2 separate regions of the Sus scrofa genome follow, and region 2 is linked to region 1. Evidence: chromatin contacts called from public HiChIP or PLAC-seq data. All regions are on one chromosome and are shown on one strand. Each heading gives the region's core, a stretch centred on a gene start, on an enhancer-like site or on the middle of the called end of the contact. The rest is flanking DNA. Distances are from core to core; before and after follow the strand shown. Region 1 holds the start of SSPN (sarcospan). Region 2 holds the start of BHLHE41 (class E basic helix-loop-helix protein 41).

Region 1 (3,578 bases), core at 796-3,295:
TTGTTCACCTATTCTAACTTACACCTAATTTAAGATATTGAGGGAAAGGCTAAGAATATTTTACCCTTAACTGACAGCCCAGCAGTATTGGTCAGCAAATAGAGCTTGTATCTCATTATAACTTAGTAATAGAAATAATGGTCTCAATCAACAATCAAGTATATTATGGTGGTGCATTGAGATATTTTTCTAGTCAAATACTCTTAGGTTCAAGGCTAATAGCTAATTCTATGATAGACAATATACTCCCGATGATCATTAAATTGTTCAAAATCACAAATGATTTAAGCAGTCCACCCACTTGTTTGACAATAGGAAGTAATTAATAAAAGAGGGAATCCACAAGTGTTCACGCGTGCTTCCCCTCACTCATCCCTAACTAGGTAAGTGGCTTAATACCCTGGTTACTTAATAACTCTGATACTCAATTTTTCATCTTTAAAAGTAGACATTACAATTCTAAGGTGGTTATAAGAAGTAACAGCCAGCGAGGTAAAGCTCCTATCATGTGCTAGTTACAGACTAGATAGATACCCAGTAACTAGTAACTATTATTTATAAGAACAAATAATTAATTCCATGTAGTCAGTTAGTTTCCTAAAAATGTTTTCTAGGTTTATGTAGAAAAACCAAGTACTGTTCTCCTTTGTCTTTTCTGCTGTTCTCAGTCAGACACAAGTCACATGGGTACCTTGGTGTAACATCAGCTTTTGTCTGTTCTCACTAGAAATCCTAATGGTGAAATGGCCTTAAAGCTGACAATGACCTTATCTCTGCCCCTCTGCTCCTCTTGTGAGAGTGAGCGCTGCTTCTACTGCTTCTAGGTGGACACTGGGATGTGTGGTTTGGTTTCTCCTTTTTAAGCTACTGCATTTGTTTCATGGACCACATTTTTTCACTGATCCAGAAGAAAGGTATAAAGAACACACTGAAGTTCATTAAAGAAAAGAAAAAAAAAAGAATATATTTCAGGCCTTCAGAGGTAACTTTTTGGGGACTTGGCAGTTTACAAAGAGAATTGATGATGATTAGTTTCTAATTCTGTGGAGACGAAGCAGGGAGTTAGATTTTCTTTAAATTAGCTGATAGCAAACAATCTAGGAGGAAGCTTTATCCTAACATCTTGGTGACATCATTTATTTTTTAATACAGCTTTCTCAATGCTCAAATGACCATACCAAAGTAGATATAAATACTCCAAAGTAATGGGATCATTTCTTAGTGGTTTCACTGAAATTGCTTTAAGTGCTACTGAGGAGAGGTATGTGGGAATAAGAATAATCGCTTTTATTGATTTGTTCGGGGACATTAGACAGGAACCAAATCTACCTCGGGCATCCTTATTTTCTAGCACATTGTAGGTGCTTTAAAAATATCTCGAAAGTGGACTGAGTTAAATTGTACATGTCTAAGGTGTAAAACAATCCCCAGAGGCACTGTTGTGATCAGCCAAGGCCAGGCTGGAGACTGTATAGACTATTAAGAGAGCTTTGAAAAAGAAATACACGTGAGAGAGTTCACAATTGGCCCAGTGTCTCTATAAACAGTTATTTCAAAAGCAAATACTTCACTGGGAAAAATACCTTGATTTGTCAACTGGGTTGCAGAATTTAAGAGAAGAGCCCACGCCTTGGTTGGAAAACCGAGAACAATTTAACTTTTGGAAACAACTTCACAGCTCGGAGCCTAGCAACGCCTCTTTTGGATTCAACTGTCTGTTAATTAAATGATTTAAACATTCATCACCTTGGATTGCACCTCTCCCAAAACGAAAACAAACCCGAAAAAATCCTGGGGTTTGGAGTGAGGAAAATAACACACACAGACGCGCACACACGCATATGCGCACATACAGGCGCGGGCACCCGCAGCCTGCCTAAAGCGCGTCGGGTTTAGGAGGCACCGGGCAACCCCGCCCGGCCAGGCAGGCGCTGCGTCCCGCCCGGCGGGTTGGCAGTTGATGACCCCCCTCGACTCCCCCTCCGCCGCGGGTCCCCGTGGCCTTCAGAGGCTCGGCGAGTCCCTCCAAATGTTTTCCATATTTGTTCAGCCTCCGTAACTCGCCGAGCAGTGCTGGCGCGGCCCGCCCCGCGCCGCCCTCGCCGCCGCCCCCGCAGCCGCCATGGGCAGGGAGCTGCCCGGCCGAGGCGCGCGGAGCCAAGGGGGGCCGCCGGCCGCTGACGCCGCCGAGCCCGACGACATGGGGCCGAAGAGGGGCGCGGGGGCCCCCAAGGAGTGCGGGGAGGAGGAGGCCCGGACGTGCTGCGGCTGCCGGTTCCCGCTGCTGCTGGCGCTGCTGCAGCTGGCCCTGGGCATCGCCGTGACCGTGGTGGGCTTTCTCATGGCCGGCATCAGCTCCTCCCTGCTAGTCAGAGACACTCCATTTTGGGCTGGGATCATTGTAAGCATCGAGTCTGTTTTGCCTGAGCGCGTTTGCCACACAGGAATGCCACGCCGCATGGTCGAGTTACCACTAACCCACCTGCATGCGCCCTTCCCCGGCTCCACGCCTCTAACTCGCGCTCCGCTTAGTGACCGATGCCCGCCGCCCCGGGTCCGCCCAGGGCGGCGGAGCTCTTGCCCTTGTCCTGCTTGTCGCTCTCAACACCTCCGACAGGCCTGAGCCTCACGCGCTGGAGCTGGGGAGGCGAGGCACAGGCTGCTTATTTTGATCACATTGAACAGCCCCGGTAACAACAGCAGATTCACTTCTGGCGTTTTTCTTCTCCAGACCCCACCTCGTCCCTACAGAAGTGGCGAAAAAGTGAATAAGTTCTTCCTGTAAAAGCAAGTTAGGAAAAAAGCCTGTACTTGGAGGGGCCACATCGGGTAGAATCGATTCGATTTTTTTAAGTCTGAGGTTCCATTAGTAAGTTTTTATTAAAACAGTGGTCGAAGGCAGGAAATGCAAATACAGCAAGTACTGCCTTAATCCACTGGAGTCTAAAGTGGGATAAGCCCGGGGCGCTGGCCCTGGCGGGAGTCTATTTGGGACTCTGCTAACGGATGTACTGTTCTAAGCAGAGCACGATTCAGCTGTTGTGCGTGCATGTTGGGACACAGCATACTTGCCTTAATTGCATGGATTCTCTGATGTGAAATGGGTGCCATTTATTGAGCACCTACTGTGGGCCTGTCCTGCTGGACACCTTACGTATCTGTTTTGTAATCTCCACAGCAGCCTTATGGAGTAGTTATTATCCTTTGATTTCCCAAATGAGAGAACCAAGGGCAGACTCACCCCGGGTCGTGAGGTGGCAAATCAGAGAAGTTGATTCCTTTTTGCAGCAGGCTCCATCTGTATTTTCCTCATTGAGCCGCATTGCTACCAGATTTGTTTGCGATTTTAATATGATAGCGCCCCAGGCTTACAAAATTCTCTTTCATGTGCACTATTTCATTGGATTCATGAAACAACACTTTGAGGAGGGAACTGTTATCTGTGGACAGGAGGAAACAAGCTACGGGAAGTTAAATGACATTCTCAAAGCCCAGAGGTGAAAAGTGGCAAAGCCGAGGGAGACCTGAATGGACCCTCTGGCTCCTAGTCTCATATGGCTTCATTACTGCTATCACTG
Region 2 (3,578 bases), core at 483-2,982, 78 kb before region 1:
TGTTAAAGCTTTTAAGTGTTTCAAAGTCAATTCCAATACTACCGCTTTCTCCAGATGCCCCAGAGTCTGCAGTGGTGCAAAAGAGACGGGGGCACTTGGTTACTTAAAAACACATTTGGCATGACTGGCTTTCCATTCAGCTCAGCAACTTAAGCAAGCACTTTGAAAGAAGTACCATTCCTATACTTCTTGAGCTTCAACAATACAGGTTATAAATGATTAAGAAATCAGTTGTGAACACCTACTCTTGAGTTTGCAGGAAACTCTCCACTATAGCACAAGTTGTAAGGCATGTGATATTTACATTTTATTCTTATAACCCTGGGACTAGTACCAGGCTATTAACACACCCTTGGAGAGCAGCAAAGAATAAAAATGTGCATCTTACTGTCAACTTTAGATGTTCAGGCAGTAAGTCTTTCAGCTGAGCAATGCATTCATTAATTCGGTCTCTTCTTTTCTTTTCTATTAATCTGTGCGGTAATTTGTAGGTATCCTTAATACATGAGAGTCATGGAAGAGAGAAAACAATAAACTAAACATTCATTCACTGGATTTAACAATACCCTGCCATCCTCCCCCCAAAACATACTATGTGAGAAACTATGCCCAAGAAACCTCTTTCCTCTGGACTGTTCTGAAATGCAATTTAAATTCAGGTATGATGTTTAAACTCCCCCTGAGAGTATCCAGCAAACCACTTAAAATTCAGTTGGGGAAGCTCAAGATCTGTAATATATTTGCGGGCAGACTTCCCTGTTAAATCAATGGCCCTAATTAACTATCCAGGCAGGTTAAGAGGAACGTCGGAAACTTACACTTACCTTGCTATCGTCTCGCTTCATGCTCCTTTTGGGCTTACACATATACAAAGAGGAATAATCCAGTCTGCAAAATAGAAATCAGCATCAGGAACCCATTCCGAGAGGGGCTCTGCCCTCCCCGCTCCATACCACTTTCTGGAGAAGAAAAAAAAAAAAAAAAATCAAACTGAAGCCTAGACAGATATTCGCAAGGGTGCGTGCACCTTACCCTATAAAATCTCTATGTTCCAGTAACTGTCTTTCTTGCAAATGAGGAATTCCTTCGTCCATGTTCAATCGCTGTCCGTTTCCTCTGTTTCGATTTTTGGGGTTCTGTTCTATAATCTGTGGGACGGTAGCCCTGGGAGATCCTGGGGGGAATCTGTACGTCTCCAGTCTCTCTCTCTCTCTCCCTCTTCAGTGCAGTGTTGAAAGTGTGAAGCAGTTGGTCCCCCCCTCCCTCCGCGCTCGCTCTCTCGCACACACACGCACACACACGCACGCACACTCGCGCTGGCTCCACTGCGCTGGTAGTTTGCTCTCACTCCGGGCAGTGTTTGGCCACAGGGCACGCGCGTCGCCGGCCAGACCAGCACCCAGCTCACGTGCGGAACGTACCATCCGCGGTCCAGCCCGGAGGGGGGCGGGGGAGGAGGGGCCGGGCCAGGAGGGGGCGTCGGGAGAAGGCTGCTAGGGAAGGCGGACGGCGGGAGGGGGCGGGGACACCTGATCAGGGCCACCGGAAAGGAAAAACAACTTCAGCCAGGCTATTAAGCTTCCCCAAGGCAGCGCAGTCAGCTGGGGGAGTGGGAGGGGGCGCCCGGGGGTGCGGGGCAGCTTGGGCTTCCTCCGCTGGGAAGTGCGACTCCTTCAATCCGTCTGTCCTTACGGATAGGAACGTGAACGTGGCTTTTTACTTTTCCACAGACTGTGCTGTTGGTTTGGACCAGAGAAAGGAAAGAGAAAGAGAATTCGCGATGGGTCAACTTCAGTCCCGAAGGACAATTTGGAGACTTGTTTGCTTACGCTCAGTGGCCTGGGGGGACCCCTAGACCTGATTGGAGGTTGCCCCCAAAAGGGACAACATGAAATCTGCTCCCCGAGAGATTTAAGATAAGTGAAAATGTAGCCACTGGGTCAGAATGTCGCAATCCAAGTGTCTTTCTGCCCCACAGTGTCCAAACTTCCCGCAGCAGCCGGAATTGCGGTGCCACTAATCACAGCCACAGATGACGACGTTTGGGTTCTCAGGAGCTCCCTCAGGAACGCGGCGGGGAGGGAGGGGAATAGGATGGGGTGGCAAGAGAGGGGCTCCCGCGAAAAAGCAATGCAGCATTACCAATCGCCCGCTAAGCCCCGCCGCCCCTCTGCGCCTCGGGTGGCGCTGCGCACTTTCCCCGCCCCTCCCCCTTCGTGTGATAAGAGACGCCGGGAGTGTGCAGAGCCCACGTTTACTACCGCTGGTACCTCCAAAGCCTCCCTCCTTAATCCTGTCTCAAACGGGTACCAGCACAGGGCCAGCAACGTGATCCGACCTGCCGCTGCTGCCACATCACTGCACGGGGAACCCGCGCGCGCGTGTGCGCGTGCGCGCGCTTGCCCTGCAGCCTCGGTGCCCCGCTCGGGGAAAGCACAGGCCACCTCGAACCGGGCTACCTTTCCCCAGAGCCATCCCCGGAGCATGACTCACTGCTAGTGAGAGTTACCGGGAGGTGCCCGCAGTTGCGCACTGCCCCTGGTGCCTGGCGCAGCGGGCCGCAAGGGACATCGGAGACCGAGGGAAAGCGCGTCCTGCGGGATTCCCAGGTCTCCGGGCCCATTGCCCCCACTGGGTCTGCCAGGAGGGGATAGGGAGAATATATATTAATCTCTCTCCTATCTATCTATCTATCTATCTATCTATCTATCTATCTATCTATCTATCTATCTATCTATCTATCTATCTATCTACATAGATATCAAACCAAAAGTCTTTCCTGCCTGCATTCTCCTGGGTGATCCCCGAAATAGTCATTACTGCCACTGGCACGTGAACCAAGGCGAGAAGTACGCCGAATGCACGCGAACCCGGGCGCAGCAGGGACTTGGGGCCGTCGCTACGTGTCCCCCGGCCCGCCCCGCCGAGCGCGGGTTCCGGGGACGGATCTGGGTCGCGGGAAGCGGCGGCTGGAAGGAGGTCACGTGTCTGCGGGAGTCGTGCCTCTTCCCCGCCTCCAGGAGCCGCCGGGGCCGCGGCCGCGCTGCTGCAGTCTCCCGAGTCCTGGGCGGAGACGCGCGGCGTCTGGCTTCGTGACTCCGGCGGCGGCGGCGGCGGCCCAAGCTCACCCCAGCGTGAGGAGACGCTCGCGGTCTGTCCTCTCAGAGGGCCGTTTAAGGTCCCTCGACTTTCTCCAATGGGGAGACGTATTTTGCACCAAATAAGCAATTCAATAATGATCATACTTAAAAAGAAAAAAGTATTTTTGAAATACTGATTTTATTTTATACCTAGATCCAGCTTCTCTGTTTCCAAATGATTGGGTTAGTAATTCCCTTTGGAGGGGAGGGCAATTCGTAGTCCTAAAAGCGGCATATACCTGCAGCACTGTATTATTCTGTCCTCTCATTCTAAATTGACAAAAAAAAGGGGGGGGGTGGATAATGCCATTAAGAAGAATAATTTAAAAAATGAAACACCAGCTCCCCTATAGATTTCTGACGGTTTGGAGAAGGAAAAGAGTGTAAATATTTGCTCTAGAGCTAAATTTTTTTCTTGGAAAGGATGGCTGAAGTATT

What was found. HiChIP or PLAC-seq counts read pairs in DNA pulled down with a chosen protein or histone mark.
Region 2: an H3K27ac HiChIP or PLAC-seq map of alveolar macrophages shows a contact between it and region 1. The contact joins the promoter of BHLHE41 here to the promoter of SSPN in region 1. A contact is called at or near these places in 1 of 5 promoter capture datasets (liver), 12 of 47 Hi-C or Micro-C datasets (brain, embryonic fibroblasts, fetal heart ventricle and 8 more) and 2 of 2 datasets of contacts at active chromatin or transcription factors (alveolar macrophages and skeletal muscle).

Annotation. Positions count from the first base shown.
Region 1 is chr5:47,607,797-47,611,374 of Sscrofa11.1, reverse strand. It overlaps SSPN (sarcospan), which reads left to right and starts at 2,045. Exons shown (of 3, transcript XM_003126415.4): 1 at 2,045-2,401. The coding sequence starts at 2,123.
Region 2 is chr5:47,685,816-47,689,393 of Sscrofa11.1, reverse strand. It overlaps BHLHE41 (class E basic helix-loop-helix protein 41), which reads right to left and starts at 1,732. Exons shown (of 5, transcript XM_003355541.4): 1 at 1,033-1,732; 2 at 825-888; 3 at 389-496; 4 at 1-66. The coding sequence starts at 1,094.